Linked DNA regions of Mus musculus: regions 2, 3, 4, 5, 6 and 7 are each linked to region 1. Evidence: chromatin contacts called from public HiCAR-type and promoter capture Hi-C data. All regions are on one chromosome and are shown on one strand. Each heading gives the region's core, a stretch centred on a gene start, on an enhancer-like site or on the middle of the called end of the contact. The rest is flanking DNA. Distances are from core to core; before and after follow the strand shown. Region 1 holds the start of Lbh (limb-bud and heart). Region 2 holds the start of Ndc80 (NDC80 kinetochore complex component). Region 3 holds the start of Wdr43 (WD repeat domain 43). Region 4 holds the start of Memo1 (mediator of cell motility 1). Region 5 holds the start of Dpy30 (dpy-30, histone methyltransferase complex regulatory subunit). Region 6 has its middle 89 kb from the start of Gm52299. Region 7 holds the start of Trmt61b (tRNA methyltransferase 61B).

The links. Promoter capture Hi-C pulls out the DNA fragments that hold promoters and counts their contacts. HiCAR-type assays count read pairs that join an accessible place to other places.
Region 2: a contact with region 1 is called in a HiCAR-type map of astrocytes, with 6 times the contacts expected there. The contact joins the promoter of Ndc80 here to the promoter of Lbh in region 1. A contact is called at or near these places in 4 of 39 promoter capture datasets (hippocampal neurons, liver and pre-B cells), 4 of 115 datasets of contacts at active chromatin or transcription factors (astrocytes, embryonic forebrain, large pre-B cells and 1 more) and 1 of 9 other capture datasets (liver).
Region 3: a HiCAR-type map of astrocytes shows a contact between it and region 1, with 5 times the contacts expected there. The contact joins the promoter of Wdr43 here to the promoter of Lbh in region 1. A contact is called at or near these places in 5 of 39 promoter capture datasets (the 3T3-L1 cell line, frontonasal cranial neural crest, hippocampal neurons and 2 more), 3 of 115 datasets of contacts at active chromatin or transcription factors (astrocytes, embryonic forebrain and large pre-B cells) and 1 of 9 other capture datasets (macrophages).
Region 4: a promoter capture Hi-C map of pre-B cells shows a contact between it and region 1, with 4 times the contacts expected there. The contact joins the promoter of Memo1 here to the promoter of Lbh in region 1. A contact is called at or near these places in 3 of 39 promoter capture datasets (cranial neural crest, hippocampal neurons and pre-B cells), 5 of 115 datasets of contacts at active chromatin or transcription factors (astrocytes, double positive thymocytes, embryonic stem cells and 2 more) and 1 of 9 other capture datasets (embryonic stem cells).
Region 5: a promoter capture Hi-C map of pre-B cells shows a contact between it and region 1, with 5 times the contacts expected there. The contact joins the promoter of Dpy30 here to the promoter of Lbh in region 1. A contact is called at or near these places in 4 of 39 promoter capture datasets (the HPC-7 cell line, liver and pre-B cells), 1 of 484 Hi-C or Micro-C datasets (B cells) and 1 of 115 datasets of contacts at active chromatin or transcription factors (embryonic stem cells).
Region 6: a promoter capture Hi-C map of pre-B cells shows a contact between it and region 1, with 4 times the contacts expected there. The contact joins the enhancer-like site here to the promoter of Lbh in region 1. A contact is called at or near these places in 4 of 39 promoter capture datasets (hippocampal neurons, liver, pre-B cells and 1 more) and 1 of 115 datasets of contacts at active chromatin or transcription factors (large pre-B cells).
Region 7: a contact with region 1 is called in a HiCAR-type map of astrocytes, with 3 times the contacts expected there. The contact joins the promoter of Trmt61b here to the promoter of Lbh in region 1. A contact is called at or near these places in 1 of 484 Hi-C or Micro-C datasets (CD8 T cells) and 3 of 115 datasets of contacts at active chromatin or transcription factors (astrocytes, embryonic forebrain and pro-B cells).

The regions. Positions count from the first base shown.
Region 1 is chr17:72,916,349-72,919,740 of GRCm38.p6, reverse strand. It overlaps Lbh (limb-bud and heart), which reads right to left and starts at 1,436. Exons shown (of 3, transcript NM_029999.4): 1 at 1,163-1,436. The coding sequence starts at 1,188. Gm30375 (predicted gene, 30375) reads left to right here and starts at 1,586. Exons shown (of 2, transcript NR_168598.1): 1 at 1,586-3,392.
Region 2 is chr17:71,525,380-71,528,522 of GRCm38.p6, reverse strand. Ndc80 (NDC80 kinetochore complex component) reads left to right here and starts at 1,666. Exons shown (of 17, transcript NM_023294.2): 1 at 1,666-1,812; 2 at 2,781-2,890. The coding sequence starts at 2,790. It also overlaps a transcript of Spdya not described here.
Region 3 is chr17:71,614,306-71,617,828 of GRCm38.p6, reverse strand. Wdr43 (WD repeat domain 43) reads right to left here and starts at 1,614. Exons shown (of 18, transcript NM_175639.1): 1 at 1,344-1,614. The coding sequence starts at 1,568.
Region 4 is chr17:74,293,188-74,296,429 of GRCm38.p6, reverse strand. It overlaps Memo1 (mediator of cell motility 1), which reads left to right and starts at 1,567. Exons shown (of 9, transcript NM_133771.2): 1 at 1,567-1,738. The coding sequence starts at 1,678.
Region 5 is chr17:74,314,977-74,318,416 of GRCm38.p6, reverse strand. Dpy30 (dpy-30, histone methyltransferase complex regulatory subunit) reads left to right here and starts at 1,984. Exons shown (of 5, transcript NM_001146223.1): 1 at 1,984-2,072; 2 at 2,301-2,373; 3 at 2,468-2,515. The coding sequence starts at 2,338.
Region 6 is chr17:74,185,150-74,188,830 of GRCm38.p6, reverse strand. It overlaps a transcript of Memo1 not described here. Among named protein-coding and RNA genes, the nearest start is that of Gm52299, 89 kb to the left of the region's middle. Within about 2 kb of position 2,415, at least 22 of the 459 cell types and tissues checked have an H3K27ac peak or open chromatin away from gene starts, as enhancers often do. A contact at or near this core is called in pre-B cells, where this site is marked.
Region 7 is chr17:71,596,953-71,600,246 of GRCm38.p6, reverse strand. It overlaps Trmt61b (tRNA methyltransferase 61B), which reads left to right and starts at 1,486. Exons shown (of 6, transcript NR_027952.1): 1 at 1,486-2,311. n-TCgca52 (a tRNA gene) reads right to left here and starts at 976; the gene lies at 905-976.

The DNA of each region.
Region 1 (3,392 bases), core at 187-2,686:
GAGACTAAGAAAGGGTGACTGTCATGGGGGCAAGTTTAGGGTTAGAAGCTAGACTTTAACAATTTCCTCCCTAGTCTGGAAAAGCTGCCTCCAATCCCTGAAAGAAGAGAGTCAATAGCATTACAGGGTTAAGACCAGGGTCGTCGTCTCCTGTAGCGGCGTCTGTTCCTTTTTGGAACTGTGGCGCGGGCCCAAAAAGTTAAACTGAGAAACACGAACTTTCAGAGTTCCTGGGCTAAGCAGAATAGCGCCGCTCTCCCCGGGTTCAGACCTTGCATTGGACCCGGGTCTGGCTCTCCAAGGCTGGCACCTGCGAGCGCGCTCCAGGACCACGGGTGCTCGCCTCCCTGTAGCGCCCCTCCTCTACACCACAGCAGGAAGGAAGAAGCAGCTGGCGCGCACGTCCCAGCAGCTAGGGGCCTGTCCCCCATCCTTCTCGGCTCTGATCCTCCACACCCGATCTTCCCCGGCTGCAGGCAAATCTCTGCAGCCCCCGACTCAGCAGTGGCCGGCTTCTTCCAATCTGGCACTGGGAGAGCTTGCTCCTTCCTAGCCCCGGCCCTCCACAAAGGCGCGTTGGATTTAAGGGACAACGGAGAGGGCAGGGGTTGTGAGGGTGTAGTTTGCACCCTGATGCTTGTGGCTTGTTTGTGCGGAGAGCGTCTCCCCAGCATCCTCCCTCCCCCAGAAGCTCTGCAAACCCAGCGGCTGCACCAGCTCGGCCCCTCTGCAGCCATCCTCGACGCCGAGACTTGCGTGCAAACAAAAAGGAGAAGGGGAGGGGCCCGGGAAACCGGAGCCCCCTGCACCAAGCAGGACTCATCTCCTGTGGCCCTCAGCGGACAGGGTTTCCTTAGGGGGCTTCAGGTGGGACCCCAGGTTCTCCCCACCCAACGCCACCATATCCACGCCCTCTGGCCGCCACTTAAGTGAAGGTTCCGAGTTCACTTCCTTTGTCTGGATGCTCTCAGCACCGCCTCCCCCAACCTCCAGCTTTGCAACCTTGACGTCGACTCCTGCAGGGGCTGAGGCTGGCGGGTTAACCCGCACTGGGTGTCCGTGCCACTCTCCGGCCTCGTACCCGGAGCCGGCACTAGGAGGCTGCCGGGCTGCGCAGCCACCCGGGTTAAACTGGCGGCCGCCAAAGGCGCAGGATACTCACCAGTGAATGGGGAAATATACAGACATGAAGTCCTAGGGGAGGCTGACCCACGCCCTTGTGATTAAGAAAAACAAAACAAAACAAAACAAACAAACAAACAAAAAAAAACCAGTCACTGAGTCCTGAATGAGATTGGCAGGGGCGCAGAGGAGAGCAGCGGGCAGCCGAGAGCGGGTACTGGGCTAGCGCCGGTCCGCCTTCCGGAGACAGCCTCGCTGCCAACGGCGTAGGCAGTGCAGACCAAGCTCTCCGCTCTCCACCGATCTCCGGGTCCCACAAAGAGCCCGGGAAGCAGCATTTATAAGGGAGGGGCGGGGCTTGTCGGCGAGCGGCCCCGCCTCTCCTCGCCCACTCTTAGAATAACGTCACCAAAATCATGAATGGCTTCAGCGCTCATAGCTCCCGCGGGCGGCGGCGGGGACCAGCCGGGCTCTGCACCCTGCCTGAGCTGGCTCCCAGCAGCTACGAGCCCGCCCCCCTCCCCACCGTTGACACACACGCGTGTTCCCGAGCTGGAGTTCAATGTCAACGCAGCTTCCTGACCATAAATCCGCAGCGTCCGCAGCCCCCTCTCTGAACACAGGGACTCTAAGGGCTACGGGGATGGGTGGGCGTGAGGAAGGAATGGGGGCCCACGCGGGAAGAGACAGATCGCCGGGGGAGGGCGCCATTCTTCCATCCGAGCGCCCGCTGTCGGGTTCTCTGTGACTTCCACATCTCAGGACCCTTCACTGGTCATCCATGCAAAGTAGGCCTCTCTTGGACATTATCGCCTGTGGCATCCCGATCGTGGCGGGGCCGGGGGAAAAAGGAAAAGATGGGAAAGAAGGCTGCACAGCTGCGGGGCTGGAGGCACCCATGCCGGAGGGGGCATTGTTGGCTTTCTAAAAGTCTGCGGTCCTGGAGTCCATGGAGGGTTCTGTTTGTGGGAGAAAGGATGTGGTGTCTTACTAGGGTTTTTCCGTTGCGCGAGCGCGCTTGCGTGTGCACACACACACACACACACACACACACAGAGTAGCATATACGGTTTGCATTGGGAGTAGAGGGTGAGGAGAACGAGCGGAATACAAGTACACCCGGCTAGCCTTAGCTCCCAGAGCCCATCTGATAGAAAACACAGAGTTGAGAGACTGACTCCTTCATAGCCCAGGAATTGCAGTTCCGGTGTCTATCTTGGAGACTAAACTGCTGTGCAGCCCCTACAGCCAGGAAGAACGGAGTCTGACTCAGTACCCAGCGCTGCCCCGCTGTGGCCTCTGTTTCAATTACTCTTGTAAAACAGCTTCCTAACCTTGACCTATGTGCATAAAGGGACTGGGGAAAGGGAGAGCCGTGGTCGAAAACTAAACACAATTAAATGTGATTTAAAATAAGTCTGCACCCTGAAAGAAAAGCGTACTGGTTATATCCAGCAAAAAGCTGCTGGCATCAAGAGACGAGTTTTCAGTAGCAGGGGCCACGCGGATGTTGAGAAAGAGGACCTCATAATTTTCAGCATCTACTCTTTCTAAGAGCAACTTTGCAATAACTGCTTTCCCAACTATGCGTACCTATATACATCCTGAGTAAAAACTGGAGCGTCCTAAAAGAGCCGTATTTCATAAGCCCTGTAATCAGAAAAACGCAGGAGGCTGTCCTTACCCCCTTGAGACAAATGAAGCGCTGTTTGTGCTCTTCAGGACTATTCGCTTCTGCTTCTGACCAGGTGACAGGGGTCTGGCGGAGGGTGGGGCTTTATGAACAGGGGCCAAGGGAAGATGGTCCGTGGTGTGTTATTAATGGAGGGGCAGCCTGAGCCTTTTAATAGAATGGGAAAGTATCTCAGTGCCATTGGCTGACATGTGGCATATTGTCACCTGGGGAGCCAAAGAGAAGCCAAAGTCTAGAGATCTAGATTCTAGACCGAGCTTTCCTGGAAACCCTCTGAGGGTGGGCCCTGAGGCAGACCCTTGGGTTAGCAGAAGAAAACCTTCTCCCATGTTTGCCCATACAATCCCTCACAAGACCTGAGATGAAAGGCAATGGATGGTACCATCGTGACCTGTCACAGACACATGCATGTTACATATTTGTGATTATTACCTATCAAACCCTCTCACCACCTCCTCACACCACGGAAATCAATCAGCCCTTTTGGGGAAGAGGATGTGAAGAAAAGTCTCCCTCTAGAATAACAACCTGGCCTCGTGGAAAATGGCCTACATTGGAGGACACCGAGTTAGTGTCG
Region 2 (3,143 bases), core at 417-2,916, 1.4 Mb after region 1:
TGGTCCTTGAGTCAAGGCACGAGTCCACATGGTCCAAGTATTCAAGTCACTAAATCCTTAAAAGGTGAGTGTCTTGTCAAGTCAAAGGATAGTAATTACCTACAAGAATTTACCCTTTTTTAAATGATATAAATCTATTTAGAGAGGGCCACAGGAATGAAAGGAAAGACAGCTGTTGTGCTTTCAAACTACAATTGCCACAGGAAGTCACTCCATTTCTCAGATCCCTGCCCTACCTAATCCTTATCAGTTGTAGGGCAGTAAGATTAAAAGAGTGCTCTAGCCAAACCAAGTGCAGCATGAATAGTAATCAGAAGTTCACAACTTAACTAGTTTGCTAGGTCAAAACTTCAAGATTTATAATCTGTTTGAGCCACACTCCAGTAACTAGGTTTTACAGAACATTTTTATCTTCACTTAAGATATGTTTTGCATTTCTGGATATAGCTTTATTATAATGTAGTGGAAACCTTAAGAGAAAACCGAATAAAAAATAAATTAAAGGCTCGTCTAATAGCATTTATAGTCAAATTTCTTATGCAACTGACTGCAGAATAGTGTTTGTTTCTTAAAGACAGAGAGTCACTAGGTTGCCCTGGTGTATGCCAGGTCCATCAAACTGGCCTCAAATTCAAGACTCTCTCGGGTGTGGACCCTGCCCCACATACAAACTAAAGTCATTGAATTCACTGAGCCTCAAAATTATCTCTTTAGTTTTTGGAGTTGTTTGTACGTGTGGGTTTTGTTTGGGGTGGTTTTGCTTGGGTTTGTTGGTTGTTTTGTTTTGATATAGTGTCTATGTTGCTCTAGCTGTCCCGGATCTCACTAGGTAAACCAGGATGGTCAGAGATTCCCCCACAACCTACCCCCACCCCACCCCCGCTTCCAGAGCGTGGAAATTAAAGGTGTGTACCACAACGCCCGACTAAAACGATCATTTTTATGTTCTAATGCCATTAGTTTCAAGAAGTAAATGAACTGCCGCTTACAGAGTCTGAAATATAATGCCTGCTAATATATCTGCTGACTACTATTTGGTGATGGAGATCTTCGTGATACCTGAGATTTTGGTTTCCCAGTAGAGACGTAAAGTGAGGAGTCACTGTGACCGCTAGGGAACCTCAAACTCAAAAAAGGACTGCTTAGCTCAAAACTAGCTAACGGCACAATAATGCCGAGAGCCAGGAATCTACACTTTAGCCCAGGGACAGGCCACCACCATCCGGGAACTAGTAACGCCTGCTTGTTGTTCCGAGGCTGGGCGGCGGGAATCCAGAGCACTTGAGGAAGCCTGATGTTAAATATCCCTCAGGCTCGTCCACCGCCACACTCGACAGCCTCTCCTAACGTCAGGAACCTCACGCCGCCTCATAGGCTTGGGTCCTGGCCTCCATCCTATCGGAGACAAACCCGCGCTTTCTACTTCCAGGACGCAGCCATATTGCTGTACGGAACTTGATTCCAGGAGGGCTCGGGCCGCTCCGCCCGGACAGCCCTACTCGTCCTAGATGCCAGCTTCCCGGACAGGGCGGGACTCCCTTCGGGTCACCGACGCTAACGACGACCTGGGAAGAGCCCAGAGCTCGCTTGGCCCCCGATGCGGACACTTCCGGCGACGAGGGCGGGCGCTGAGCGAGCGCGCATGCGTACTCGCCGTCGCAGTCCTGACGTCAGCGCGGGCGGAAACTTTAAAATTCAAACCGCCTTGGGTTGACGGAAGCGGACGCTCTGGTTTGGGCGGCTGTTTTCGTGTGCAGTCGTGCGGTTTACGGAAAGCTGGGCGCCGGGTCTCGTTGAGAAGCTGAGCGAAAGGTAACTGCTGAGATGGGATCAGCTCTGTGTTAAAATGGTCCGCGGCGCTGGAGCTGACTGTTGCGAGGGAGCTGGGGTGGGATCTGCCCGGCTCTGCAACGTTTGTAGCGGGAGAAGGCGATGCTAACAGGTGGGGACTGACAGGGGGAAAGCTGATTGGTGTGTTGTGTACCCGTGCTGATGCTGCAACTTAAAAGCCTGGTATGGACATGACTGGAAACCAGTGAAATCATGAGAGTAAAACTAGGTTGAACGCAAGCCACCAAAACAAGGAGGGGTGTGGCTCAGTGCTCAGCGCTCAGCCCAGCTTGCTAAAGGGTCTGACTCTCCACCCCTAGCTCAAGACAAAACAACAACAATAAAAATGCGATCTGTCTAACCCTCTGTGGAAGCTAGGGCCGAGTGCATAGTGTCTGATGCTGCAGAGATGAAGACAGACTCCAACGTAGACATTATTTTGATACTTGTTTTAAAAGCGGGAGCAGCCTGTGTTGTAAACCGGATTGTTTATCTTTGTTGAAAGGTGTTGCAGTAAATCTCCAACCCAAATAAGCCCAGGCAATGAAAACACAACTTAATTAATATGAATACATGCTGTGCGCCTACATTGGGCAGATCTATCACTACACTACCATCTTCCCCATATAAGAGACCCCTTAGAACTTCTCCAGGCCAGGTGCTTCTGCTCTACTTTCCTTCTCCTCAGTCGTCCCCTCTCCTTTTCTCCCAAAACTTTCAGCTCCATCTTCCCCTCTTTTTTCTGCCTCGTTTTTTTCTACTTGAAGTTGCGTAGGTGTTCTTTGTAAGAACTTCGGTTTACATGGACAAATAAATATAGCATACAAGGAAACGATTGTTGTACAGAAACAAACTTAGTTGCTTTCCTACTAGAGGATAAAGATAATAATTGTTGCTCGTTGAATTGCTTGAGTCTGGAACATTTTCCTAACGCTGAAATCCTGAATTAGGTTTCGAGAATGAAGCGCAGTTCAGTTTCCACCTGTGGTGCTGGCCGCCTCTCTATGCAGGAGTTAAGGACCCTGGACCTCAATAAGCCAGGCCTTTATACCCCTCAAACGTAAGTGCCTCCCCTGTGCTTCTCAGCTGCTTACTTTACTGTCTAGAGAAAAAAAAAAAGTGCCAGAAATGGTTAGTACAAAAGTGTAAGTGATGTCTTGGTGACTCCTGTCTCCTCCCAGTAGTACTGGATTAGGGGGAGGGGGGCAATGAAATATAAAAGTGGACACGATGCTAGGTTTTAGCTCGTTGTCTCTCCAATTCCCATAGTCAGATTCTTTACTGGGCGTGCTATAAAATAATTGTCAATGCTT
Region 3 (3,523 bases), core at 365-2,864, 1.3 Mb after region 1:
GACACGAGTTCCGAGTCTAGTTCCTGTTGGCCTTTATTGAAATTGCTTGCTTTGACATACCTTGTGGACTAAGGACAAAAATACAAGATACTAATACCACTAGTAATTAGCACTTCACTTAAGGCGCTATACACTATTCTAAGTGATTATCCTCATGTTATAAGTAGGGAACAAAAAACACAATTATTACAGAGGCTGGACTCCTACTTTTACAGCCTGGCTACAAGCACTTAGCTAACTGCTCTCTCTGTATTTCTGAGTGTTAGTAAGTACTCTCACCACTTTACAGGACTGTTAAGTTAAAAAGAAAACTGTATAAAGTTAAAAAAAAAAGTGCAGCAGCTCTAATGCTGACAATTACATAACTTTCACAAATCTGATTATGTTTGACTTATAGGGCCTCATATCTGCTCTTTGTCACCAAGAAAAGCTGGAATCCGGTAAGTAGCTAACCACTGTCACACAGAGTATAGCAACTTAGATAAAATAAATTTATGTGAAAGTTTACTCTTGGGATGGGAAGGAGTAAGCTATCCCAACAACTTTAACATCAGTGACAGCAAAACGTCACATATTTTAGGATACCTTTTACACCGGTTCCAGATTTTTGCCTGCCGACTGCCTAACCACGTGCGTGCCGAGATCTAACCGGGTGAGTCAACAGTGAGCAGCATTTACCTGACAGCGAAAAGGATTCCCTAACTAAGCAGTTTCCCAACTACGAGAGAAAAAAAAAAAATCACCAGGACCTACATCATATGCCCTACTCTATTTCACTGTACCTCCGCTGAGAAAGAAGGGAACTTAGAAATGGAAAAGAGTTTGTGGGACGACGAATCCCACAACCTAGAGGCAGAAGGGAACACGTGTTGAACACGCATCCGAGCCGAGGGAAGGGGCTCCCGGAAGGAACTTAACCTAGACGTGCGCATTCCAAGTGCCCAAAGCAAAACCAATACCGGGGTCCGGGATGCGGAAGCGCGAGACGGTCCTAAAGTGCGCACCGGGTAGCTCTGATGGGGACCCAGGCCTGGGAAGTCTGAGGCCGCCCCCCGGGGGAGCAGAGGCTTCGATGAACATGGCGGCCCAGAAGCAGCCGGGGTGCAGACCTCGTGGAGACCGCGGGATCGGGCCGCACCCTCCCGCAGCCCCCCTCGGGCCAGGCCGCACTTTGCAGCCGCGGCGCCGGCCCAAGCGCGCCGCCGGCCCGGCTCCGCGCCTCCTCTCTCCCGGGACGCCCCGGGCCACGCGCGCCAGGGGTGCCACGCGCCTCGCCGCCCGGCCCGGGATGCCGCAGCCCGGCAGGAGGTCCCCGTCCCCGTCGCCGTCCCCGCTCATCCTACCTTGGCCTGCAGCCGTGCTGGCGCCCAGGCCAGGCAGGTGCAGGTACCGCTGAGGTGCGCGGAAGGCACGTACTCCTGGTGCAGCCGGTTGTTGGCGGTCTCCCATACTCGCAGCTGACCGTCACTAGAGGCTAAAGCGAAGTAGGCTTGACTGTCCGGCGAGAAGGCGCAGGGGACCCCCGCCGGGGCCAAGGGGTCGTAGCTACCGCCGCCTCCGGCCGCCATTGCTGCTCTGGCTCCGCGGCAGCCACGTGTTCGCCCGGGCGCAGGCGCACCGGCGCGGGGTGGGGCCTGCAGGGAGGAAGTGGGGCGGAGGGAACGCTGAGAGCCCAAGAAGTGGCTGGTCGTGACGCAGGCCAGCGTTTAGCCGGGCCCACCCTGTGGACGGTGGCTCAGTGGGGTCCTTCTTAACTTGTCCTGCGAAGGAAGCGCGAGGGGAAGTGATTTGCATACTACCGAGCCAGATCCTTCTTTTAAAACTACGTCCTATGAAACAACTAGACGAAATGTTTAAAAGAAATATTTACTTACATCTCCGAGATTGTAACAGCTGTTTCCATGTTTCTTTAGTCTCTTCGAGGACGTGGCCATGTACGTACAATAATTATCCAATCATAGTTCTATCAAAGTTAGAGTTGGGGCTTGAAGAAACAAGATGCCTCTTTTATCTGTGTTAACACACAGAGATACTATTGGACAAGAGAGGAGGTCAAGTTGGGTGTAAATAAAGAATCCGGGCGGTGGTGCCTCACGCCTTTAATCCCAGCACTTGGGAGGCAGAGGCAGGCGGATTTTTGAGTTCGAGGCCAGCCTGGTCTACAGAGTGAGTTCCAGGACAGCCAGGGCTATACAGAGAAACCCTGTCTCAAAAAACAAAAAACAACACACACACACACACACACACACACACAAAAGAAAAAAAAAAAAAAAGAAAAGAGAAACCAAACATATATTCCCATCTGGATGTGTGCCTTTTAATCCCAGCACTCTATCTGAGGCAGACGCAGGCACGGTCTAGAAACTGAATTCTATAACATCGAGGACTATAGGGAAACTGTCTCCAAAAGATAAATGATAGATAGATAGAAGAAATTTTTTCCTTATTTTATTGGTTCTTTTTTTTTAATTATTGGTTATTTTGTTTATTTAAATTTCAAATGTTACCCCCCCCCCGGGTTTCCTCTCCTAGAACCCCCATCCTACCCACCTCCCCCAGGCTGCTTCCTCACCCACATGCACACTCCCGCCCCACCACTCTAGCATTCCCCTACGCCGGGGCATCATGTCTTCACAGGACCAAGGGCCTCCACTCCCTTTGACGACAAACAAGGCCATCCTCTGCTACATATGCAGCTGGAGCCATGGGTCCCTCCTGTGTACTCTTTGGTTGATGGTTTAGTCTCTGGGAGCTCTGATGGTACTGGTTGGTTGATGTTGTTCTTCCAATGGGGCTGCAAGAGCCTCTCAGGAGACATCCATATCAGGCTCCTATCAGCAAGCACTTCCTGGCATCAGCAATAGTATTTAGGTTTGGTGGCTGTATATGGGATGGATCTCCAGGTGGGGCAGTCTCTGGAAGGCCTTTCCTTTAGTCTCTGCTCCACTCTTTGTCCATGTATTTCCTTTAAACAGGAGCAATTCTGGGTTAAAATTTTGAGAAGGGTTAATGGCCCCATCTCTCAACCAGGGACCGTGCCTAACCTCTGGATACAGGTTCTCTCTCCCCTTTGTTGGGTAATTCAGCTAAAGTCATCCCCCTTGGGTCCTGTAAACCTCTTGCTTTCCTAGCGTCTGGGACTTTCTGTTAGCTACCCATCCCCGTTGCTACATGCCTATGTTCAATTTCCTTACCCTCTATAGATCTCCCCTGCTCCTCCCACACCTGTTCCTGCACCCCCCCTCTTTTCCTCTTCCCCTCCTACATTCCTCCCAAGTCTCACTCACCCTCTACCTCCCATGATTATTTTGTTCCCCCTTCTAAGTAGGACTGAAGCATCCACACTTTGGTCTTCGTTCTTCTTGACCTTCATATGGTCTGTAAGTCATATCATGGGTATTCTGGGCTTTTTTCCTAATATCCACTTATCAATGAGTATATACCATGTGTGTTCTTTTGTGACTGTGTTACCTCACTCAGGGTGATATTTTCTAGTTCCAATCATTTGCCTGTGAATTTCATG
Region 4 (3,242 bases), core at 318-2,817, 1.4 Mb before region 1:
TTACCTTTTTCTTGCCATTGAAATTAACTGTAGAGCTTTTCTCATAACACTTGAGAACTTGGCAAAAACCCCAACCAAACAAAAAGTATACTGTTACAGCATTAAGGAACGCCGAACTTGGTTAGGCAGCTAGACATCTACTTTGGACTTCTCCAGGATCTAGTTTAATGTGAAACTAAGATATACCCGGTGTATGATTTCTTTCCCAAATACTTTCTGGGAGTTGGGGAACTGTTACACTTCCTGGGTTTTGGAATCCAGCACTTCAAAGCCAAACAAACCACTTCCTTTGTGATTCTACCCAACTGGTAAAGGAATTCTTTTGCTGCGTGGAATACTTACGTGGAATACTGGGATTTTATAAGTGAAGGGTGACATTTGTAGTATTCCTTACCCCGTCTGGTTCCTCATACGCATTAACTCATAATCCTTGGTACCCCTCCCTCACGAACGTCACCCCCATTTAACACAGTAGGAAATAACTGAGACAATCTTTGCCACATTGCAGTTATACCTAAAATACAATTAGTAAATTTAACTGTGTCGAAGACATTAGGTCGTAAGGGGCGAGCCTGGGAAGCGAAGGTTACATTTTGACAGGGTCGGTCCTCCACCCCCCCATATTCTCCCATCCCAGTACGCCTCGCAGCGCGATGTCTCTGCCAGCGAAACTTCGCGGCGTGGCCCCAGACTTGCATTCCTGGGCGATACCCCGAGGGTGGGAACCCCACCAAGGACGCCGGGGAAGGGGGAACCCCGACGGGACTCGGCAGGCAGCGATCGCGTGTGTGTTGTGTGTGCTGAGCCAGCGGCGCACGGGGACAAGCCAGGCGGCTGGGGGGGGGGGGGGGGGAAGGGGCTCACCCCGCCTCGCGGCTGCGTCCTGCGCCCCGCGCCCTGCCCCCAGCCTCTGCTGGCGCTAAACCCCGGAGAGCGGAGCGTGCACGCTGAGCCTCCTCGGCGGGCCCGGCCGCGGCGCTGGGCATGCTCAGTGGGCCGGCCCCGGTAGAGCGGCGAGTAAGGACGCGTGGGCTCCCCAGGCTCTGCCTTTCCCGGGTTCAGGCCCCGGCCCCGGGCTGTGTGTGTGTGTGTTGGGGGGGAGGTGGCACCGATCGCCGCCGCCCTCCGGCTCGCGGCCTCCCGACCCGGGATGGCGCGGGGCCGGTCCCGCTTCCGCCGTTGAGCGCGCGGCACGGCGGGCGGAGGCGCGGGGCGGGGCGGGGCCGGCGGGCGCGCGGCGGGAGGGAGGCCTCGGTGGTGGGGGCGGGGCGGGGCGGGGCGGTGGGGAAGGGCGCGGAGTCACGGGGGTGGGGTCAGCGGGAGGCTCGGCAGGCCGCGCGCGGCGTGGCCGGGGGGCGGCTCGCGGAAGCAGCTCGGGCAGGGGTAGGGGCGGCGGCGGCGGCGGCGACTCCGCGGCCGCGCGGCTAGGGTAAAGCCGCCGTGGGCCCCATCTTCCGGCGGCCGGCGGAGTTTGTGGTGATTGTTGCCGCCCTCCGCCCTGGCTGCCATCTCCTCCTCTTCCTCCTCCTCCTCCTCCTCCTCCTGGGCCGGGCTGGTCCCCTCCCCGCGGCCGCCTCCTCCTGGGCTGGGCCCGCGGCGTCTCGTCCCCTCGCGGAGCCGCCGCCGCCGCCGCCTCCTCATTCATCCTCGTGCACCATAGGCGGCACAGGCACCAAGATGTCCAACCGAGTGGTCTGCCGGGAAGCCAGCCACGCCGGGAGCTGGTACACCGCCTCAGGTAAGGGCGCCAGGCCGCCGGGGTGGTCGAGCTGGGCAGCCGGGGCCCGGCGGGCGGGGACTCGGGCGGCGGGCGGAGGGCGCTGACCGCGTGCCGAGGGATCGGGGCCGGGCCGCGCCGCCTCCCCCACCCGGCGCTCGGGCAGGCGGCCTGGCGCCCGCGGAGTTGGGCGAGGAGTTGCCGGCCGGCCCCGGCCAGGGCGAGCGCGGGCTCCGCGGCTCCGCGGACGGCCTCTGCGGTGGGGAAGGACGAGTTGGCGCGGTCCTCGTTGCCAGAGGCTGGCCGAGGGGACCGCAGTTTTTGCTCCCACCCTTGGGGCACCCAGCGCCCCTGGAAGGAGTGACAGGCAGTACTTTTTCTACCCTATCTCTCGTGTTGCTACTCTTGGTCTCTCTCGCTTGGAAGATCTGTCAGACCTGGGCCTCTCGGGGGGATTTGTCGCTTTGTACGTGGAGATTCGGGCAGAGCTGCTGCCAGGCAGGGGCTCTGGGTGGCCTCCAAGGTCTTTTGTCAGTGTTTGCATTGTTACTGTCATTTAGGGGCAGCTGGAGATGGCATCAGCACTTTTCCTGAGCAACCTCTTTGGTATCCTGTGTTCAGCACCGAGCCGGGGCTGGACGACCTGCCTAGTTTAGCTTACGTTTTGAGAGAATTTTGTCTGCACTGTCTTCAAAAAACCATGTGTAGTTCTTTGGGTGAGAAAGGGTAGGGCCGTTTCCCTCCAGTACAACTCTCTTCACAAGGATTGTTTTCTGAGATTATTTTCAGGGGTCACATTTCTGCTTTGGTAACAAAGAAAAGTTCCTCCGTGATTCCTGTTGGTCTCTAGGCCATCTGTGCTTCTCAGCAACTGGCCCTAACCATATTTCCCTTTGCAAGTACTAGGGTTGGATAGTGACATGATTCTTTTGGGAAAACGGAAAATCTGGAAGGCAGTTTTTTTTTTTTCCCTGAGATTGTTCAACCAGCTGCAGAAGTACATGCATCTTGTTGGTCCACAGCGGATTTGCCCTGCTAAGACACAAAAGAATGACATGGTTGGGTTTGGAACTACTGCTAACAGGTGGCTGTAGTTTTTGCGTTAGATAAGTATGACATTTTATGGTCCTGAAGTACTTCATAGACTTTTAATCAGTTCTCACTACCTGAGAATGTCAGTTCTTGTGCCAGTATATGGGGAAACAGAAATTTAGTGCTGCACCCCAGACTAGGCCTGTGGTAAAATAGGAATTGTGTAAGTCAGGTCTCTGGCTCCTGAGTTTGCCCTTTATAATCAATGCACTATTAATACTGCTTTTTTGTTGTTGTTGTTGTTGTTGTTTTGGTTTTTCGAGACAGCGTTTCTCTGTGTAGCCCTGGCTGTCCTGGAACTCACTTTGTAGACCAGGCTGGCCTTGAACTCAGAAATCCGCCTGCCTCTGCCTCCCAAGTGCTGGGATTAAAGGCGTGTGGCACCACCTCCTGGCTTATTTTTAAGTAGAAGGTTTTTTCCGCAGTATGTTTT
Region 5 (3,440 bases), core at 735-3,234, 1.4 Mb before region 1:
ATATACAATAAATAAATATGTCTTAAAAAATATAAAATAAAAAGGAGACTGGCAGACAGGCAGACAGACTCTCAACAGGCTTAGACTGCTTCAGTAGAGCATTGAGGGCCCCACGTTTTCCTGTGGGATGAAGGCTGTGGGCATTTAGAGGGGCTGGGGACTTGTGTGTGCACCTACACTACATGTTGTACCATTGGGAAGGTACAGCGCTGCTTTGTGGTTTGAAGTCAGGCAGTTTGCTTTTGATACCAGGCATACTGAATGGTCAGGCTGGGGCCCAACAATTCTTTATTGCCCAGCAGAGCTTAGTTTCTCAAAACCCAAAGCTATTACTTAACATCTATAACTTGTAGGTAGGAAGCAGATTGTACATTTTAAGGTTTATTTTTAGTTATGTATTCGTATATATACCACATTTCTGTGTAAGTGCAAGTGAGTTCAAGTGCTCACAGAGGCCAGAAGACGGTGTCAGATCTCGGGAGTTCTGGGTGGTTGTTGGACTTCTGGTGTGTGCCTGGGAACTGAACTCTGGAAGAGCAGTAAGTTTTTGTTTTTGTTTTTGTTTTTAAAGTGACTAAACCATCTCTTTTCTCACCACCACACCAAGCACAAAAGCTCTTTTCAAGTACATTAGGTGTGTGGGTTGTAGGAAAGTCTGGAAATCTTAGCTATAATCATTGTAGGGACAGCTGAAGGCTTCTTCTTCTTCTTCTTCTTCTTCTTCTTCTTCTTCTTCTTCTTCTTTTCTTCTTCTCCCCCTCCCCCTCTCCTTCTTTTTCTTGAGACAGGGTTTCTCTGTGTATCCCTGGCTGTCCTGGAACTCACTCTGTAGACCAGGCTGGCCTCTAACTCAGAAATCCACCTGCCTCTGCCTCCCAAATGCTGGGATTAAAGGCATGCAGCACCACTGCCCTGCCAACTGAAGGCTTTTTGGAAACATTTTGGTGTTAGCTAGGAGTCTGAACATTCCAAGAAACTCACTAGTAAGAAGTATTAGTAAAGAAGTTAGGTCCCTGACAGAGGTGGGTATTAAAGGCTATTTAGGGAGCTAACTAGGTTCAAGACAACTAACTAGTGTCTCTAGATTTGCAGCATTCCAACCTCTCCATACCCTTGAAATCCTAATCCATCAACAGTTACAATAATTACAGGAAAGCAGGCTCTCCTGGAACTCCCGTTCAGGAAGCTCTGGCTGGCGTTTGACCCTCTTTACCTCAGTCAGCCAAATGCTGGGATTTCAGACACCTGGCTTTAAAATGTAAAAACAAGCAAACACAACCCAGGTTGGAATCCATAATACTACAGTCTGGAAAGCCATTTCTTCTGTAGAAATTGAACCAAGATCCTTGGTTATCCCAGGAAAGCGCTCGACCATGAGCTGAACTCCTTATCCCTGGAAAGTAATTAAAAAAAAAAAAAAAAACTAATCTAGACATAAATGTAGAATAGTGTGAACGTGGTATCCTCATAGACTGCAGGGCTTGAATAAAAGCCGCCCAAGAATTCCCAAACACTCCTCCTTGTTTCCCTTTGGCCTTAAAAAAATTATATATGTGTGTATGTATACGTATATATGCGTGTTTTGCCTGAATGTGCGCGGAGCACACGCGTGCCTCGTGCCTGCGTAGATAAAAAGAGAGAGTCAGCTCCCCGGAACCGGAGTTAGGGATAGTTGTGAGCCACCATGTGGGCGGTGGAGACCAAACCTAAGTCGCCTGTAAGATTAGCCAAGTAATCAACCGCTGGATGCCCTCTAGCCCCTAGTAAAGCCTGAGCAAGAATCGCTCAGCAAGTGAGTGGCCTCGGTTCCTCGGGGACCGTCACTTCCAGGTGCCACGAAGGACTGTCTAAAGGAGAAAGATCTACGGCAGGGTGGAGCCGGCAGGTGGCCAGGCACCCCGCGCACCGCAGAGGCGTAGGCCCACTTAGGCGGGCTCGGGCACTTCTGCCCGCGGGGCCGCTCTGCGCAGGCGCGGCGGCAGCGCGACGTCCCTCACTTACGGCCGAAGCGGTTCGCGCTGTGAGTCGGTGGCGCCGTGCAGGGCACTTAGGAACCGACAGCCTTGGCGCGGGTAATCAGCTTCCCTGTCCTCCTCCTCCCACCGCTACATCCTTGGGACGACCTCCGAGCCTCGCGATGCGACGAGGACGGCCAGTCGGTGGCCCGACCCAGCCCGCGCGTCTGCTGCCCGCGGGGGTGAGGGGCGGGGTCCCGGGCTGGGCTGCACCGCACCGGGTCCTGGCGTCTTCCACTTGAAATCTCCCGGGTAACTAACTCGCGGCTCTTCTTGTTTTGCAAGACTGGTATCCGGTTGATTGCGGTTTGCAGGGTCCGCCATGGAGTCGGAGCAGATGCTGGAGGGACAGACACAGGTACCAGGAGGCCCTGGGTTCAGGGTGGCGGTGTGCGGGGAGGCAGCGCGGGACGGGCGGATGTCTCTCTCTGTGACTGTATTTTGTTTTCTAGGTTGCAGAAAACCCTCACTCTGAGTACGGGCTCACAGACAGCGTTGAGGTAACTCGCTCAGTTTCTCTGCCGCATGCATCTATGGGTCTCTTGAGAGCTGGAGAAAACTTAGGATCGGTTTACTAGGCTACTCTGCACGAGGGAACTCTTTGCTGCCGCGATCTCTCCGTAGTATCAGATTATAAGTGGCTTCTTTTTACTAGCATGCTAATACTTGGCTAAAAATAAAGGTACTTTGTAAATGAAAGATTAGATGATCCCGGAACCAGAGCTGGGAAGGTTTGGTTAGGAAAATGGAGGCTTCCCGGAGAAAATTTGTGTGTGAATGGGAGACTCGAGGGATTAAGTTCTGGTTTAAAAAAAAAAAAAAAAAAAAAAGGGCAGGACCACGTTTCCAAGAAGTTGTACAAACAGGTGTTAGAATTTATTCAACACTTTGCTGTTTGTGAGATATATACCAGGCTAATTTGAATGTATCTTCAGCTCCAGAATGCTTAAAGTTGAGTAACTTGTTCAAGGTCAGCGGAAAGTAAGCTTAGACATGTTTTCTTTTTTATTTTATTATTATTATTATTATTATTACTTGTGGGTGTGTGCGCGCATGCACACGCTCGCTCATGCATGTGCACTAGTGTGTGGAGATCAGAGGGCACCCTTACAGAGTAGGTTTTTTGCTTCCACCCTTAGGTGGGTTCTGGAGATGGAACTCAGGTTAGATGTGGGGGTAGCAAGCTCCTTACACACTGAGCAGTCCTGCCTGACCTAGAACTGACTCTTACAAAAGGATTGCATTGTATTTATATTTGTGTGATCTCTCTCTGTCTCTCTTTGCTTCTCTCTGTCTCTTTTTCTGTCTCTCTCTCCCTCCCTCCCTCCTCTCTGTGTTTGTGTGTTTATATGTATGTATATATATTTTTTTATTTTTTCTATTTTTTTCCCCCTGAGATAGGGTGTCATTAGCTCTGGCTGTCCT
Region 6 (3,681 bases), core at 1,166-3,665, 1.3 Mb before region 1:
TGTATGTGGAGTTTGTACCTGCATCTACAGGACAGTGTTGCTTAACTCATGGATGCGCTAAGTGCAATGAGGTATGTACACAATTTACAGGTGGGCTGCTTTTGCTGCCGTTTGTAGTTATTGTTGGTTCTCATTGTTTTGAGGTTCTCCTTCACTCTGTGAACCCAGCTGGCCTCTCTTGGTGATTTGCCTTAGCTTCGCCTGGCTAGACTCAGTGCTGTGTGCTGAAATGCCCAGGTATAGGTTTTCTTTTTTTAATTTTTCAAAGTGTATGATATTTTAATATTTTCATGTTGAGTATTTTCAGTTATAGAAATACAGATACATATGTAGTATTTAAGCTGTTGCTAGTTTCTTACTTACGAGGCACTTTGCTCGGTTTAGTATATGATAGTAGCTTATATATAGTAAAGTTACATTTCATTTAACTTTTTAACTGAGAAGCCAACTGCATAGAATACAGTGGTTTGGACAAATGCATCCTAACACATTTTATGGTATTGTCAGTACTTCGTGGTTACAGAAACTTTTATCTGTTTGAGACTGCTAGCTCTGTCTCTCCTCCAGCTTCCAGCTTCTTCTTCCTCACGTTCCTCCTTTCTTTTCCCTCCCCCATTTCTAATGACTGTCTTGCCATTGCCATGTCTTCAGGTTCAAACAGTTGAGCTTTGAAAGGAAAGGGGTTTTGTTTCTTTTTTTTTTTTTTTTGAGTTTTAGTCTTTCTACCCAAGATGAACAGTACTATGATGAGATATTTTTACTTCTCCCATGACCAGACTTACAGCATTGATTATTCATGGGGGGGTGGGGGGGTTGGGGGAGGAACTTCCACTAAGATATACACTCATTTGGTCAGCACTCTCACAGTAACATGATAAAACAGGAGGATTGTCTTGTGTTGTGTTTTTAAAAAAGCAGGACCAATTAAATTGTGTATCCCTAGGAAAATAGCAGTGGAGTGATTTTATATTCAGGACCATGAAAATATCAAGAAACATGTCTTAGCACCCCTCTTTTAAATTAATTGTCACAGGTAATCGGTGGTAGTCTTGCTGGTTAAAATGCTGTGAAGGATGCCCCATTACCTGATAAAGTTAAAGACATTTCCTTTAGCACTGGGAACACTACTGAAAAATAAAAACAGCTGCTGTCATTCTCCTTCCCTCTCTGATGTGTTTTGCCCTTGGATACAAAAGACTCCTGAAACAAGAGCAGAAGCCTGCTTTTATAATCTTGAAGAGGCTGCTTGAGGAAGCTGCCACTTTGCTTGTAAAGCTAGCTTCCAGTCTGGTTTCTGAGAGTAGGTAATTCACTTGTCCTTTGATGTCCTTAGTGACTTAGTAGAGTGGCCCTGACAACTCAGGAGATCAGATGCCCACATGGCTTTCCTGTGTGTGAGTTTGCTATACATTCTCTCTTATAGTACAGTGCTTCCCATTCCCGCCAAATCTGTATCCCTCTTCCCCTTTCCTTTCTCACCTTTGTTTCTGTTTTTCTCTTTGCTTTGAAATACAGGAAAGAGAAAAACTCAAGTATGCAATTGAACTTCATGCTTTTAGTTGGCACTCATGACTTTGACTTTCAGTTCTTTCTCCCAGGAGAACAGCCCTGTTGTCCACCATTCTAGTGGAAGTTCATCTCTGTGTGGGTAGGGGTGTGGGGTGTGTGTGTGTGTGTGTGTGTGTGTGTGTGAGACTGATTGTCATTTTAAATAGTCCTACCCATTCAACAGAGTACTGGATTTAATAAATGAATTGGAGAGGAAAAAATAATGTGGCTATTTACTTATTTATTTATTTTGATTTTTTGAGACAGGGTTTCTCTGTGTAGCCCTGGCTATTCTGGAACTTGATCTATAGACCAGGCTGGCCTTGAACTTAGATCCATCTGCCTCTGTCTCCTAAGGAAATAATGTTTTTTTAATGTGCTGGGTTTTATTCCTTACAGTTAATTATATTTTAATGTTTTGTCAAAGCTTTTTAAAGAATAATTTTTGTAGAAATGTTTATAAACATGTAACTATGTTGTATGCTTCTACAATTACTAATAAAATCGTTTTAAAGATTATTTTTGAATGAGATTGTTTTGTGTGTACTACGACAAATTTTGTGAGCCTAAAACAGTATTTCGATCTGGATTTCTTTTATCCCAGATCAGAAGAGATACAGCTTCTGTTTTGTTTCCATCTTTAACTGTGGCCTCCTATCCTTAAAGAACAATGTTCTTTTTGAACCTTATTTTTGGATAGGTTATGCCTCTTGCCTGTGATGTAGTTTCATTGGTTTTAAATCAGTTCTCGAAAAGAGAACTAACTTCTTTGCAGAGGGACTTTGCATCCACCGTGCATTTGATGAGCTAGTCATTCAGCACTGTGTATATTGGGATAGTGGGCAGGCATGGTGTCTGTGTTTGGCAAGCTGCCCATTCATTGTGGTCATGTCTTTACGGTTGTGTGCTTGGTGTAGGGTCCCACACATAGGAAGGAAATAAAGCTTAGATGTAAATGACAAGAATGGTGATTGATGCAAAAAGATTTGGCCCTGGGCCGACACTGTTCATTTTGAGTGTTTGTCTGATTCTTTACTTTCCCAGAATGCCCTCGGAATGCTGTACAGCATGCAAGCCTTCTCAGACGGGCTGCTTTCCTATACTAACATATGATTGGTAGTTAATTTCTTCTTCTTTTTTTAGTGCTGAATAATCCATTCTATATTTTTATTTCAGTTATCAATTATCCACACACCTATTGATGTACCTTAATTGCTTCCAAATTTCATATTTGTGATTAAAGCTATTATATAAATCCATATTTAGCACTTTTTTATGTGTTTTAATTTATTTGGTAAAATACTTTGAAAGGACATTCCTATATTGTATTATTATTTGTGTCTGTGTCTTGTTTTTGTGTGTATCTGTGTGTGGGGGGTGTACCTGTGTGTGGACTGCTGCTTGTGGCTGGCAGAGATCAACCTTGGGTGTCATTCATCAAGACCTGCCCACCTCATGATTTGAATCGGATCTCTGGGAGCTGGAATGATGTCCAGGGGGCTGCCTCTTTCTACCCCCCAGCTCTGTGATTACAAACAAGAGCCATCATGCTTTTCCTGTGGGCTCTAGGGATTAAGCTCAGGTCTCAATTCTTAGGTAGCAAGCAATTTATCTCCCCCAGTTGTATTACAGGCATATGGTTAGTTTTATGAGAAAATGTCAGTGTTTGGATTTCCTCCATTTTAAGCATTGTATTTTTTATTTTTATTTTTCAGACATGGTCTTACTTCATTTTCAGCCTGGTCTTGAATTTCTAGGCTTAGCCTATGAAGTCACTGGGGACTATAGGTGCATACCACTGTACTAAGTACTAACATCTTACTAAATTTACTTTGCAATTACCCAATGAGATACATGACAGTAATAAATATACACTCATTTATGTATTTATTTACTGCTTTGGGAAACATCTTTTGCACGTTTGAAAAGTACATACATTCATAATACTTAAAATGAGCCACAGGGTTGGTCATGAGAGAATGTCATATTACACACCACTAGCCTGCGAAGGGTGAAAACCTGAGGTATTTTTGTTGAGTACATATTGCTCCCCACCACTGTACAATTAAAAAGTAATTTGGAACTGGAGAAATGTCCCAGCAGTTAAGAGCACTTACTGCTCTTCCATAGGAC
Region 7 (3,294 bases), core at 237-2,736, 1.3 Mb after region 1:
ATATGTGTGGGTATCAGAGGAAAGTCTGCTTTTCCACTGGAATCCTACCATAGATATCTAGTCATCAATCTCTTTGGCACGTACCTTTATCTGCTGAGCCATCTTGCTGTCCCCCTTTTAAACATGAGTTCTGGAAATCAAACTCAGATCCCAGTTCTTGCAAAGCAAGCACTTTTTACACACCCAGCTATCACCCCACCATTCCTTAGTCTTTAGAAAGGTGTATGGTACCATCAACAAGAGCTGCTGAACGTGGTCAACCTAGTTAGAAATCCCACCATCCCATTTCTCAGCTACCTTGTCAGGGGACTTGCTGACGTCGTTTAATCTTCTTTGTATAGTAGGTCATAAATACTGATTTCTAACTGAATTGCAAATTTTCAATATATGTGCATGGTACTGTCTGATTCTCAATAAACTTATAGGCAGGCTAATGATATTTAACTTTGAGTGCAAAAGGTAACTTCAGTTTTTTTGTTTGTTTGTTTTTGGTTTTTTGAGACAGATGTGCTGTTGTACAAATTTTATTTGTTTTTTGAGACAGGGTTTCTCTGTGTAGCCCTGGCTACCTGAAGCTCACTCTGTAGACCAGGCTGGCTTCGAATTCAGAAATTCGCCTGCCTCTGCCTCCCGAGTGCTGGGATTAAAGGCATGCGCCACCACACCCGGCTAACTTCAATTTTAGGAAGTGTTTATTGCTGGGCAGTGGTGGCGCACAGGAAAAGAAGTGTTTATTTGGGTAGGCGGGGTGGTTAAAACAGTTGTGTTGATTTTTTTTTTTTTTTTTTTCCTGTTTATTTTGTAGCTTAGCCATCGGATAGTCTCTGGCTATCCTGTAACCCACTATGTAAATTAGGTTGGTTCTGCCTCCCAAGTGCTGGAATGTGCCACCAAAATTATAGGAAGGGGGCACCTGGATTTGAACCAGGGACCTCTTGATCTGCAGTCAAATGCTCTACCACTGAGCTATACCCCCGGTGGCTACTGCCACCTTACTCTACCTTTGTGAACACTCTAGACCTCGGGCTGAGGCTGACCAGAGAGTCCCTAGCCATTCGAAATAGACCTCCCAGTTATGAGCAAGGTGTGCGGGTCAGCAAGCAGTGCGTCCTATGACGCCTGACCAACGATTTTTCTGGGCTAGATGACTTTGGACTCTTGGGGATGATGGGTGACGGTCCTGTCCACCACCACTAGTGACTTAAACCTGGTTAAGACTGTCCAGGTTCCACGTCTAGTCTTCCCGGGTCTTCCTGTCCCTGGGCGGCTAGCGGAGATTGGTGAGCAGTAAGTAAACTCTGTGCTTTTGCCACTCGCGGAAAGCCAGGATTTTAGCCCGGAGGCCAACGAGCCCTAAGCTCGGGCCACCGCATGTGCTGGACGCCAAGGCGGTGACGCACTCTGTCGGCGACGCGGGGGAGCCCACAGCCTGCACTACCCCAAAACCGGGCAAAGGGCACGGCGGTGGCTACGTCACACGTGTGCGACAGCACCTGCTCCGGACGTCAGGCTCTCTAAGGACGACGTGGTTCTTCCTTGTGAGGTTGAGGCGCCCGAGAGGCGATCAGAGCTCAGAGCCGATTCATTCCTGCTTGACTTTGGGTCGGTGCCTCGTGAGCGAGCTCATTTCCCGGGGTTGCGGGTCCTTGCCTGGGGACACGCGAGTTGGAGAGCGCGTGCACCGGTCGTTCCCTTCCCGTGCTGCCCGCGTCCGGATCGTCGGGACCCGGTTGTCTCTAGTATGTGGAAAGGCTCGGGCTGGGAACTTCGAGGGAGGAGTTACCCCCTCGAGATCCGGAGGACCAGAGCGGAGAGCAGGGCCACTGAGACCCTACAGGATATGACTCCGAGGATCGCGTGCTGGACACGAGTGGCTACCGAGCCCGGAGAGCTTCGCGCTGCCTCCTCCTGGTCCCTTTCCAGAGGACTCTTTTCAGTCGGGGATGCTTATTAAAGCTCTGGCGGGAAAGAGAGAATCACAATTAAAGAAATTAGTCCTACTCTGCAACGTCGGACACTTTAATAGTAACTGGGGAGCGATTGCGTTCAGGGAGATCGAGGACAAGTATCCTGGCCAGATCCTGACATGTTTTCCCGGTAAGAGTTCTCTGCGGAGGCCACCTTTGGAGGACTCTGTATATTGATGGAAGAGGGAACGCCGGAACCTATCCCAAAAGTATTGTCATGGGAATTAGGTGTGTGTGGGTTCCAGGAAGGGCGAGGACGGACGGCGCACTACCACAGTCCGATGAATGTTCTCATCACCGACCTTTGGAGTTTTTCAGCATGTTGGATTTTTAAACATGTTCAGGTACTGATAATTTTAGAAGGAAACAGAATTTACATTTGATATTTGCCACTCCCTTATCTAAAATGAAGATTATGCCAGTTTACTAGCAGAATGGTATGGACTCGCTAAACAGAGACGTACCTGTTTGTTCCCCACAGCTCTGAAGCGTATGGGTATTGATCTTAGGATGTTGAACTGTTTGGGGGTACATTTTGTAGTACCATTGTAATAATACCATATTTTTTTGTTTTTAATATTTGGGGAGTGGGCCCTGAATGAGAACTTGCAAACAGTGTGGAGGTCAGAGGGTAACTCTCCCAGAGTCTCTTCTGCCACCTGGGATCCTGGAATAAATTCGGGTTACCAGGCTTGCCTTCGTGTCTACTGGCTGAGCCATCTCGCAGGCCCTGTGGCAGTATTTTAATAATGATACTTAATAAGGAATGTTACTGGAAATCCATTATCGCATACATATTTGTATTAGGGTTAGGGATGTAACTTAGTAGTAGAAGGCTTGCCTAGACTGCACCAAAAGCCCTGCATTCCTTTCCTCAGGGAGCGGCACATAAATGGCTATTCACCTCAGTTAGGACACCAACAGACCATTCCATCCAAGTCCAGTTTGTTTGGTTATTGGGGTTAAAGCCAGTGTGATTATTGAGTTCAGTACTGCTGTGTAGACATGCCAAGGAGTCTGGAAAAGCCCCATCCAACCATGGATGACTCCTTCCTAAAGTCACAGCCCTGGAGTCCCAAACCCAGTAAACCTACCTCTTGTAAGCTGTGCCACCCTAAGACCATGTGAAACTGCCATGGGGAGGCGGGGAAGTTGGCTGGTTTGGGTGGGTGAGCAGGAGTTGGTGGCTAAAACACACACCCCCTGCCCCACTTCAAGGAGGGAAGGTGAATAGGCCATCCATGGGATTTTTGGGGGTCTCAGTTGAATAATCACAGCTACTCTGATTTCAAGATTACAGAGGTCCTATCTGCCTAAAGGATGGAGT